Linked DNA regions of Hordeum vulgare: region 2 is linked to region 1. The links are chromatin contacts, called in public Hi-C maps. All regions are on one chromosome and are shown on one strand. Each heading gives the region's core, a stretch centred on a gene start, on an enhancer-like site or on the middle of the called end of the contact. The rest is flanking DNA. Distances are from core to core; before and after follow the strand shown.

Region 1 (6,668 bases), core at 427-2,926:
AAACTACATAAAATTCTATGCACTTTTCATGTTGAAAACATTTTAATCCGATGCTCGGTTATTTTGCTATGAATTAAATCATTTTAATATGGCATCTATGCAAATGTAATTAAACAACACAATTAAATATTTTAGTCATGCATGAAAGTTGCAAATTATTTAAATACACAAAATTCTACATATTTTACGTATCTAAATTATTTTAATGTGATGCACAGTTAAAAAGTTACGAGCATTTTAGAAATATGCATTTTCTGTTATTAGCAAAATTCCTGCAAATTGATTAAATTCGTGGATTGGAAAAAACATCACCGGGATAATTGCTATACTAGGGCAAAACAAGGGCATGGCAAAGCGTAATTAAATGGCGCCTAAGGGCGATAGATAACTAGGCAGAGGGGGCTCACACATGGGCTTCAGACCCGGTTGCTGCAGTGGCTGGAGGCGGCTCGCGGCTGGTCCAGCTGGACCATGGCACAGCCCACGTGCGGGCGATGCGAGTTGGGTCGGCTCACGGGGCGAGGCCCACGTAGTGGCTGGCGGCTGAGATCGTCTCTCCCTCCCAATCCTGGTTGGTGGCGACGGCGGTTGCCCGGCGAAGCGGGACAAAGGGCAGCGGTGTAGGCCAACGGCGAGGGTCGGCGGTGCAGGGGCAACCGGATGCAATTCAGGGCTCGACGGCGGGAAGGCCCCAAGGCGGCGGTGATGCGGTGGCGCTCCAGCGAGGTCCGGCCTGGCGGCGGGGTGCAAGCACCAGCAAGGGCGACGCGGGGGAGCGGCGGCTGGCCAGCGTCGGGCTCCGACAATGGTCCGGCGAGGGGTCGGCGATCGCGGGCGGCGTCGAGTGGCATAGGGCTCGGGGCTGCGGGGCAGGGAACTCGGGCTCCTCCCGCTATGGCACACGGCAGCGGGTGACGGTGGACGCGTCCGGGCCCAGCTGGGCTCAGCGGGATCGATCTGGGCCTCCAGGGCCGCGGGAGGTGGGAGAAGGGGCTATGGCTAGCGACGGGTGAGGCTGGAGGGTGAGGGGATCGAGGTGAATGAGGCTTAGAGCGTGTTTGGATACTCTCTAGTCATGTGACTAGTAGTAGTCAGACTAAAAGTTTTTAGTCAGGCCTTGTTTGGAAGGTGACTACTACTAGTCAGCATTAAATGTCTCAGTATTAAATTTTTCTCTCTCCCTTCCATTTATCTCTCTTCTCTCCCTTGTGCAACAGCAACTCCCGCGCAAGGAAGGAAAGCAGCTTCCTTTTCTCCCTCACGTCATGCAACAGCAGCTCTCAATACCCTTTTTTTCTCTCCTCACGCAAGCAACACAAGCACCAGACTATTCCTCACGAAAAGCACAAGAAAAAATGTACATACATAAAAAATCAAAATTGTCCAGACGGCCGCACTCCCCTGATGAAAAAGTTGAGTGTACATGCCCATGTTGGGGTAGGAGGCGGCGACGGCGGAGTCGGCGTTGAGGTCGATGTTCTCCAGCCCGATGGGAGCGCGGAGCCCCCCGGCCACCGAGCCGCGGCCGAGCCCCCCTGCCACCAAGCCGCGACCGGCGGATCCCCGGAGACGAGGGGGCGTCATCCCCCACCCGTCCTCGTCGATGTGGTGCGCCGCAGCACCGGAAGACGCCGTCTGCGAGAAGAAATCGAAGGGGAGTTCGCCGTCGCCATCCATGGTACGGACGCGGGAGCGCGGCGCGGCGGAGTGCTGCGGGAGTGCGGCGGCGGCTGTGGATGCGGAGCGGCGCAGCGGGGTGCTGCGGGCGCGGCGGGAGTGCGGCGGCGGCTGTGGATGCGGAGTACGGACGCGGAGCGGCGCGGCGGAGTGCTGCCGCGGCGGCGGAGTGCGGCGGCGGCGGTGGAAAGGGGAGCGGCGGCGGTGGAAAGCGGAGCGGCAGCCTCCTGCCTGCGTGCGAATGGGATGGGGCGGCAGATGCGGCGCCGATGGGCCCGGCAATTAAAAGTGACTTTAGTCACTTTTAGTTGGGGGTGGGGTGACTAGGGACTAAACTAGTTTTAGTCACCCATTAGTCAGGGGTGTTTGGAGGTTTACTGACTAAAAGTGACTACTACTAGTCTCTAGTCTCTAGTCACTAGTGATCCAAACACCCTCTTAGGGTCCAAATTAGGTAGGTTGGGGTCTATTTATAGCAAAATGGGGTTAGGGTTAGCTATTTTAGCCCGATTTGGGCCATTCGATCGTGATCGGACGACTCCGATCGTGGGGTGAGGTTAGGTTAGCCATGTTGGACTATGTAGAGGAAGTGGGATGAGATGAGAGGGTGGTTTGCAGCCCGGCACAAGATTTGAAACACCAAAAGCATGTGATGAATAAACCGATAACGGTGCCGCTATGGTCGACCGTTCGGGTATCAAACGGACTCCGATTGTGACAAAATTTGGCAAGCGGACTACCTACATTAAAACAAGACCGCACACCAAGTTTCAACCCAATCCGAGTATATTTATACAAACTTTTAAAACATATTTTAAAGATGTCGTGGGACAGTGCGTGTGTGGTTGGTCTCAAAACTGTCAACGGCGAAAACGGAGAGAACCGACAAGTTTTGAAAATATGACGGCCATGGAGTGCCGATGCAATGCGGATGATGCGATGATGAATGCGGTAACCAAATAAATCACATGACGACAATGGAATAAAAGGGTAATCTTATCCTCCGTTGATTCCGGGCTGTTACACGCACAGACTCAAGTTAGCGACCACGGTTCGATACCCCTCGAGAGCAATTAGCCCCCCTTTTACCTTTCTTTATGCGGCCACTCACAGTGGGCCCTACGCCCACATGTCATCCTTAGGGGCCCTCGTGTCTATGCTAGTGGGTCCCCCAAGTGATTTTTATTTTTATTTTATTTTTTTGTTGTTGTTTATTCTCTCTATGTGTTATTTCCAGTTTAGCAAATTTTCAAATCTATGCATGGCCAAATCTGGCAGCTGCCATTTTTGGCAAGTTATGACTTATAACTTGTATGTTGTTTTTGTGCTCTGTTTTCGGATGTTTTATCTAGAGTAACATAGGGGTGTCAAATATGAATTTTCGGGTAGAAAAATCCCAGGAATCTAGTGGTGCCATTAGTTTGGCCATTCGAGCAACTTTGTGAAAATGTCATTTTGTGATAAGGTGCCATTTTGTCATTTTCACATGATTTTATCCTTGCACTTTTAGGTAAACTTGTCAACATGAATGTGGTAGAGTTTTGAGGTTACTAGGCCCTAGTATTTTTCTTTACCATGATAAGCTTGTGGATTTGTGGGTTTCTTGCTGCCAACATTCTAAGTGTTGAACCTGTTATTTTCTGGCCATGTTGTCTTGATGATTCCATTGAATATGTTGTTCCTTTGTGGTTGGTCCAGTGTCATGAACAGTGGAGCATGTTATCCTCTGTCACCATGTGCAATTGGTTTGCAAGAAGGATACTTGCATCCTCATTAGTTTGGTTGTCCAATATGTCAACCTGTTAAAAATGCATTGTTGTGCCCCTTGTTTTTTCTCCAAGTGTGGGTATCTTATTTTATTATCATGCCATGTTTAGAGAATGGTACCATGAATTTTGTGCAGTTTTAGGTCTTTCTTAGTGGGGGTAATTTGTAGTAGTTGTTGCGCTCTATCAACCTGTTAAATTTCATGCGTTGGAAGTTGTTGTAGAGTAGAGTTTTATTGTTGTCAAGATGCCACCATTTTAGAAATTGCTAGTGCAAACTGAGATTTTTGCTAAGTCCTAACCTGTGATATTTCTTGTCATCTTAGGAGCTTGAATGCCACTGTTTCATGAACCTATCCATGTTGCTGTTAGTTAGCTATTATTGTGCTATTTGATAGCTTCATATTCGTGTCTTGGTTGAACTTGTTGAGTGGCTGTAGCTACTAGTTTTCACTTGAACAAAGTGGTATGTTGCTGTTTGCGGACATAATGGTTGTTGTTTTGTTTTGTGCTTTGTGTGAGTTGTGCTTCTTTGTTTTCCATGTATTTTAGGTCTATTGCACCTAGAATTTCATGCCCAATCCAGTGGCATACTTGGAGTGCCAAGACATAATCCATAACTCTCTCTCAAATGTTGTTTAGTCATGGTTGCCTTCTGCATCTTGTTTTGTGAATTCTGAGAGATTCGTGGCTCGGTTTGCTACGTTCCTTATATGTTTTTGCACCATTTTCTCATGATGCATACATTTCTTCCATGTTTATGTATGCCCAAATAAATAAACTTGTGGTTTTTTTTCCAGAATGCTAAACAACTTAATAAATGCATGAGAAAGATGACTAGTTAGCATTACCATGTTCCTTTCATACCCACACTCATGCATCATGGTGTTTGAAGCATTGCATCTTGACGTGTGTTCGTTGGATGTGTATTTTATTTGCGTAGCAACGGGTGCTCAGAACTTGTGCAAGCATCCCATTGAGTACGTTCATGTAGAGCAAGAGATGTACCCATCAGAAAAAGCATCAAGCAAGATGACCGTGAACTTGATATAGCCTCTAATTTCGTTGTGCTTAGATGACTCGTTTCCTTTGCTATTTATCGCTACCTACCACCTGAATATATAGCCTACAAACATTCCCATGAAAAGCCTCTAACCCTTCAGAACCTAGCAAACATAGATTGGCTAAGATAGCACTTGCTTAACCATCTTATAGAATTGCTAGTTGGAGGTGCAGGCCGATACATGTGTTAAAATGGGATTTTAAATATCATCTTATTACTACGATTTAATCTAATGCACCTATATACTTGGTAAAGGCGGAAGGCTTAGCCTTTTGCTGGTTGTTTTGTTCTGCTTTTGCCGTCTTAATTTCGGCTACCGGTGTTATGTTCCATATTCGGCACTCCTAACATGCTTGGGGTTGTTATGGGAACCCCCTTGATAACTTGTTTTGGTTTAAGACTTATCAGGCAAGACCCAACTTTGGTACTCCATTTGCAAAACAACTAAATGATAAAAATCATAGGGAATAGCTACCCCTGGGATAATCAATCAACCCCCGGGCCAGTGCTCCTATTGAGTGTTGGTCCAACCCAGAGCATCGTGCGACGCCACCCCAGGGAAACTCGGGGGATTTCTATCACGCCAGTGTACACGTAGCTTATATGGTGATCCTGAGAACGAGATACGTGGCTCTTATCGGCATCTTCGCCATGTTGGGCGATCTTGCTGGACTTGTTTTCACCTTCTCAAAATATCTTGTGCATCGGGATTTCAAGGATACTTTGGGCTATATAAAGGTTGAGGTCTTCCACCAAGGAATCCGACGAGATCACGGGATTCTCTGGTCGAGGCTTCCTATGAAGCTTGTGGTAGTTTGTGATGGACTAGTTGGAGCACCCCTGCAGGGTTAATATCTTTGAGAAAGTCGTGCCACGGTTATGTGGCAACTTGTAAAGTTTGTTTAACATCTGGTTATCGAAACCTTGAAGTAAAATCAATTCAAATGTGCCAACTCTGTGCGTATCTGTGACTGTCTCCTTTGCGATCTCCTTCTCAAACTAAGGACCCGGTGGGATTATGATTGGCGTAATTAGGTGTTCAGGATCACTTAGTGATCATAATGTAGACCACGACCATCTTGTCTAGACCACTCACTTTACATTATAATCCCGTAAGTTAGCCATAATATGTGCTTAGTGCTGCTGCAACCTCAACACTTAACATTCCACACCCAATAACTTGATTAGTTCCAGTATCATGGTCGCAAGATTGCTGAGTCCCTATAGCTCACAGATTACTACAACACCATAGGTTCAGGTACTACAGATCCAGAGGCGTTTGACGCTACACAACTTTAGTGGGATTTCGATGAAGGCAGTGGCCGCATCTACGTGACGTACCCCGACGATTAGACGACCTTGGTTGTCTCCCAGGCTAGCGAAACAGAGTCATTTCATTTTATCGTTTATCTTGTCCGTAGCCCAACCTTGTCTTATGGATGATTGAAATAATGTTGTGTGGCTTGTAACTTAACTTGCGGCAAGTGTAAGCCATCCATATACTCGTCTCTTCACAAATTTATTGTCATGATTTCTGTACTTGCGAAACGCTAAGATGCGCCTCTATCCATATTAAGTCTCGTCCCCAAATATAGATAGTGCCGCATCTTGGTTCAAGTCGTTAATGTGGCACCCCGGCTTAGAGGAAAACGGAACACCCCGTATTCCAGCCTAGGGACAAGTCTTCTAGAATACGGCACCGTTGACATAGAACAAATCAGCTCTTTATTACTATGGAAAAGGTTACTAAGGTACTTTGATTATAGCGATAGTACACCTGCCTACGGTAAGTCCTATACTAGCAGCGGAACAACGACGATTGTGATGAACTCCACTCCGCAGGGACTCTGGCTAGAACGCGCATCCTAGCTTGCAACTCGGGATCCTCGACAAGCAAGCAATCATGGCATGACTTGCAAACTGGCATGACATGCCAGGTGAGTACTTCGAATGTACTCGCAAGCTTACAACAAACATCAACATTAAGGGAAGACAACATCATAGCAATCAAGGTTAGGTAAAGATTTATCATCACCGAAGGGGTAGTTGAAAATAACTATACCAGGCTACACTCACCGTACTCTGGTGACCAACTCATGATCTCAGCAAGAACCTTTAGTGAATGTCCTCGAGACTTGTCATCAGCATGATGCCCAACTGCT
Region 2 (6,174 bases), core at 2,382-4,881, 770 kb after region 1:
CTTGGACATTGCTAGGAGTTGGTGTGAAAACTTCATCCGATTCGCACACCCGGTACAGCTGCACCACTTGAGCTACCTCTCCGTGGTGCAGCAGGAACTGAAACTGCACACTCTTGATTTCAGTGCCTGTCGTGGTGCATTCTGTTTGCCCTTGGAGATGTGCCGGACCCGTTGGTGTAGTGATAAGGTGGTGCTTGCCCCTCCAATCCACACTCATAGGGCTGTGCTCTTCCAACCAGTCCATACCTAGTATCGCATCATATGCACCCAAGGGAAGGATCTTCATGTCAGTCACAAACTCCTGATTCTGAGATGATCATTGGCAGTTGGGGATGTGCGAGATGCAGTTGAGTTCTCCCTCATCCGTGACCTTAACACGAGAGGGCGTGACCAGTGGCACCACTCGGTGAAGTGAATCAGCAAGTTGAGCGTCGATGAACGATGTGGAACTGCCCAATCCACCAGCATCAGAACGACTCGCCCTTGAAGCCACGCTTGCTGTTTGATGGCTTTGGGTGGCATCCTGCCTGTGAGAGCTTGGCACGAGATGGCCATCGCCGTCTCCAGTGGCGCGCTCTGCAACCCATCCTCTCCGTCGATGGCGAACAACTCCAGCGGTTCTTCGACGACATGGAGCTCTACGCTGGTGGGGCACGTGTGATCCGGCCCCCAGCGTTCTCCGCACTTGAAGCAGAGCCCGCGAGCTCGTCGATACTCCCGTAGTGCCTTGATCTTGGAGCCGTCGCCACGACCTCCGTCTCCCCCACGGTGCTCTTGAGTGATTGCCACAGTAGGAGGTCGCCCTTGTGCGGGCGGTGGTGGTAGCGCCATGGGCACGCCCGCGTGCGCCTGACTCGCCAGGTCCGCTGCCTTGGCTGCACGCACTCGTCGAAGACGATAGACAGTAATGCATTCAACTATCTCCTCTTGACGCAGGGGAAGCGCACGCCGTGTCCAAGTCAGGCGACCGCTGCACCAGAACAATGGCGCGAATGTCGGCTCGAAGACCCTCGACAAAACGAGTGAGATAGTAGCAAGGATGGATCGATTCAGAATAAGCAGAAAGATGACTATAATTTGTTCAAATCGTTCAATGTAATCGGCGACAGTGGATGTTTGTGTAAGCGTGTAAAACCGATGTATGAGAAGCTGATGCCGATACCTGCCAAAACAGTTACACATCAGCGTAGCCAACGATGCCCAATCGAAGTCAGAAAGTTTCTTCTGCACCGACTGCAACCACACTGCAACCGACCCTGAAAAATTCACGGTAGCCATGGGCACCCAGAACTTCTCATGGATGGCGAACATATGGAAGTACTCCTCGCACAGAGACTTCCACATGCGCGGGTTCTCGCGTGCAAATTAGGGAAAGGCGATCGATGGATGCACCTGCCCGATTCCCGCGAGCAACTGGATAGCATGCGTGAAAGGAGAAGCTATCGGAACATAGACATGATTAGCAAACGGATTATTGGCCGGGGTGGACACCGACGCGAACGTTGATGCCAGAGCCTGATGTAGAACGTCGATGGCGTGGCCCATTGGCTCGAGGGCGTAGTCGCCCCCCGTGTCCTTGCTGGTGCCGACGTGGTCACGCCTGGAACTGGAACGATGGTGCTGGTGCCCCCGCCAGATGCTCCTCACCTGCGGTTGCAGGTCGCCCTTGTTGAAGTTCCGCGACCGTCGTGGATAGCTGATCCACCCGTCGCTCCAGATCGGGGCGCCACTTGACCAGATCCATGAGTTGTGTCGTGTTTGCGCGGATGTCGGTGTGGATGGCGTTAAGGGAGTTCGACATCTTGTCGAAGTAGTCCTTGAACGTCGGCTCCATGGCTTGGATCTGGTTACTCACCGATTGCTGAAGACGCGTCTCGATCACGTGCGCGAGCACGAAGATCCAGGCTATGAATACGAGATGTTAGCAACCTAACGAATCCGCTCTCGATCTATTACTCAATCACACAAATTAGATAGCTATTTGGGGATACAATCATCCGATATGCAAATTGGGGAAGAATGGAGGAAGGGGAAAAGAGTCGCCGCCGTTTCGTGCCGTGATCCAGTGAATACCGTTTGCCTCGAATGAACGCTAGCTAAGAGCATCTCTAGTAGAACCCTCAAACCCTTAAATCTAAAACCAGTTTTAAGGGTTGAGAATTGAGCATTTTTGACACTTTTAAGGGTTGAAAAACAGGGCCAAAGACTAGAACCCTCAAACCCAACCCTTATAATGGAATATTCCGTTATAAGGGTTGGGTTTGAGGGTTCTAGTCTTTGCCCCAATCCAACCCTTAAAACTGTCATTTCATATATCACACATTTCATCACATTTCATCATATGACATATCACAAATTCAATCATGAGTAAAACATTTGACAATGGAGATAAAATGTAAAGTGAAATAATAGCAACTTTGGAAGATCATGACAATCTGAAGCAAAATACAAAGGTAAGCATATCATGAAAATCTGAAACCAAATTATTCACATGCTAACTTATTTCTTAGCAGCAATCTGAAGAAAAATACAAGGTAAGCATATCATGAAAATCTGAAACCAAATTATTCACATGCTAACTTATTTCTTAGCAGTAATCTGAAGAAAAATACAAGGTAAGCATATCATGAAAATCTGAAACCAAATTATTCACATGCTAACTTATTTCTTAGCAGCAATCTGAAGAAAAATACAAGGTAAGCATATCATGCAAATTCTATTTACTAGCCTCTATTTGTAACTGATTTCTTAGCAGCAAAATCTGCCATGAAATCTGTTATGAAACCTGAAATCATGGAACCAGAAGCAAAATCGGTATCAATTGCACAGGGCATGTATCAATTGTACAGGGCAAAATCTGCCATGAAACCTGAAACCATGAAACCTGAAGCAAAATCTATCATGACTTGCCTGAAAAAAATCCAGTTGGCTAGAAACTCACATACACAAGGCATGTATCAATTGTCTCTCTGCCAATAATTCTGTTCTACTTATCTAGCTCGCGAGGGCACCATGGTAGAAGTGTGGAGGTGGAGAAGGATTGGAACAGGAGCTCATCGGGGCGCTGGGGAACTGCTGCAGCGGCTCAGGCCGGGGCGCGGAGGCGGGCGCGGAGGGGCGGCGGCCGGGGCGCGGTGGGCGGCGGGCTGGCGGCGGCGGCTGCGAATTCCTCCCGCGGGGGAACCAACTTCCTCCCGCGCGATGTGGGAGGAGGAGTGCGGGTTGGGGAGAGTTTTTCCTCCCAATCCTCACTTCTACACGCTGGGAAGGGGTTTGAGGGTTGGACCTCTAATTTTTTTTACGGGTTTAAGGGTTTACGGTTTCTAGTCCACACCGTTTTTTCGTTGAAAACTGTAAAAAAACGGTTATTTTTAAGAATTTAAGGGTTTAAGGGCTCTGCTAGAGATGGTCTAAGTAGGCTGCGCCTCACACCCACTCGGGACCGTGATTCCATGGATTGGGCTTCCTGGTTCTTGTAGGCCACCTGGTTGGCGAGGCCTCAGCCCGCCACTAGTCCTGACACACGGCGGCTCATGGTCGCCCTTCATGGACAAGAAAGGGGAGGGGAAAAAGACGGAGGACGTCGTTCGAGGGAGAGTCGGAAGTTCACATGCGGCCAGAAATTCGTGTAAAGGGATATGGACGCGAGACGGGATTCCAGCCGCTTGATCTAAGTCGCATGAGATGGGGCAAGATGGACCGGCTGTTCAGCCGGCGTGTCGCAGGCAAGCGCTTCCAATTATTAAATGCCCGAGTAAACTGGGGCGAATGATCAAATCTCCTCTCGCTTCCCCACCCGAATCCATCCACCTACGCACGCGCCCACCTCCCAGCCGCCTGGGCGGCAGCGATGGACGTCGCCGAGTCACCGGACATCCAGGCTCAGCTCGCCGCGGCCGTGCACGCACTTAATCACGCCTCGCATCCCTCCGCACGTCTAGCCGCCAACCAGTGGCTCCTCGGCCTACAGCGCTCGCCGCAGGCGTGGGCGCTGTCTGTCTCGCTCCTCGCTTCCGCGGATCATCCGGCCCCTTCCGTCGATCTACTCTTCTTCGCCGCCCAGATGCTTCGCCGGATGATCCAGTCACCCGACTACCCGCTCCTGGACAACGCCGCGCAGCTCCTCGACGCGCTCCTTGTCGCAGCGCGCCGTTTCTGCCTTGCCCCTCCCCGGCTGCTCACGCAGATCTGCCTGGCCCTCGCGGCGCTGGCGCTCCGCGCGGAGGGAGGGGTAGACGGGCTTTTCGCTCGAATGCCGCACCTACCCGACCCCGCCTTGCTGGAGCTGCTCACCGTGCTCCCCGAGGAGGTGGCGCAGGATGAGAGCGGCGACACGGGGGTCGACTCCGCCACGCGGTGCAGGTTCACGCGTGAGCTGCTCACGCACGCGCCCGCCGTGCTTGAGTTCCTGCTAGCGCAGTCTGAGAAGCCGGCCGCCGCCGACGGGCTGCCCCTCCACGAGCGCAGCCGTAGAATCCTGCGATGTCTACTGAGCTGGGTATGTACGGTCCTTGTTTGCTTCACCCTCAACTCAATATTTCAACTGCGTTCGTCTCTCGCTCTCCCTGTGCTAAGAGAAACGGCAATGTTGCAGGTTCGCGCGGGATGCTTCGCGGGAGCGCCGGCGTCCGCCCTCGCCGCACACCCACTTCTGACGTTCGCGTTCAACTCCCTGCAGGTGCGAAAAGTGTACCCACTTCGACCAATTGGTTGTGAACTCATCACGTCCTCACGTTGTTTCGTTCCTGTGTGGCTGATAAAGGCGTTCTTCTCGTTTGAAGTGGCCATAGAGGTTATGACCGAACTTGTCAGCCAGTACCAAGTAAGTTCCGTTCTTCTGTACTGCATTAGTGCAATCAACTCATTAACATCTACTTTACTGTTTAATTGTTGTATGAAATAGTGCTTGAAATGGACCTTGTACCAACTTCTCAGTGTACTTACTTTTCATGCAGTGCATTTCTTTCAGTTAAACCGTAGTTATCTTTATGAAGCATCATGAAATAATCTGGATCTGGACATGTCAGTTGATTCCAGTCCCTTTATCTTTTCACGTGCAACACATGCATTTTTGGTTCTCTTTTCACGTGCAACCACTGCATTTTTGCTGCTTCTGTGTGGTTGGTGGGCTAAGAAGATCCGTGTCATGGTATGAAGTAGTTGTCATGCAGTGTTGTTGACTACGGATGTTGTGCCCCCTTTTGTCCACTGTCCTTCTGTTGAGGTTGCTGACTAGCAAAGCATTGTTCAGCAAATGTTCTTCCAACTCATAATGAATGAGAATTCTGATGTATGCTGGTATGGTTGTAGGAATTACCGCAGGCATTTCTAAGCAAGATGCCATACATCAGAGAGGTTCTTCTTTTACCAGCTCTAGCTAATAGAAGTGAGAAGATTATTGCTGGTCTTACTAGTTTGATGTGCGAAGTTGGTCAAGCAGTAAGTTTTTTCTTACCTGTAAAGTTTTTTGTGTTTTAGCATGATGTGCAGGCCTTGTTTGTTTGAGCTTCAATTGGTTCCAAATCACATGTGGATTCGCTTCATTGGGAATCAACTTTTCCACTGAATACAACTAGACGTGCTTCAGGCAATTGCACTGAAAATGGCCCAAATCCAGTTTCAGCTTCACCGGCAAAGCTGATTTCAAATAGCTGTTTGTTTTGGCTTCTGATATTTTCTATGAGAAGCTGCTGCCTAAAGCTGAAACAGATATAGAGATAGTCTAGTTACTCACAATATGCCTGGTCAAAATTAGTTTCCCAGTTAGGGTTTGCTTTGGATGGACAATATATTGGTGAATCTACCTTTTAGCTTTTGTGGAACTCTCTTGTCACAGAGAACGCTAGAAGCTTGGCGCCACTTCATCCATACGACTTTACTTCGATGTCTCACATTGTGAGGAACTTGGATCTCACATGCTGGATAGGATGAATTTGGGGAAATTGTACTGGAGGATTCAAATTACAGGCACGAGTTCGCCCCCCCTCTCTCTCTCCTCTATCCACTACCCGCCAGTCCATCGCCACCTGGTCTAGAGAACAGGCAACGGTATAAGTAGTTACACCCGCATTAGTGGGCCCAGTGTGGGTTTGCAAGCCACCGGGGTAAGTTCCTGAGCCTTGTAGACTCGGGCCTTTTTGCCAGCGCTGTAGTCTTCTGTCCTCGGTCGTCAGT

The links. A called contact is a pair of places that touch in the nucleus more often than the background predicts.
Region 2: a Hi-C map of leaf shows a contact between it and region 1, with 4 times the contacts expected there. The contact joins the promoter of LOC123448504 here to the promoter of LOC123450446 in region 1. A contact is called at or near these places in 1 of 6 Hi-C or Micro-C datasets (leaf) and 1 of 1 datasets of contacts at active chromatin or transcription factors (embryo).

What each region holds. Positions count from the first base shown.
Region 1 is chr4H:266,490,823-266,497,490 of MorexV3_pseudomolecules_assembly, forward strand. It overlaps LOC123450446, which reads right to left and starts at 1,677. Exons shown (of 1, transcript XM_045127695.1): 1 at 1,303-1,677. The coding sequence starts at 1,677. The coding sequence ends at 1,303.
Region 2 is chr4H:267,263,746-267,269,919 of MorexV3_pseudomolecules_assembly, forward strand. It overlaps LOC123448504 (transportin MOS14), which reads left to right and starts at 3,632. Exons shown (of 21, transcript XM_045125415.1): 1 at 3,632-4,498; 2 at 4,595-4,678; 3 at 4,763-4,822; 4 at 5,311-5,439. The coding sequence starts at 3,851.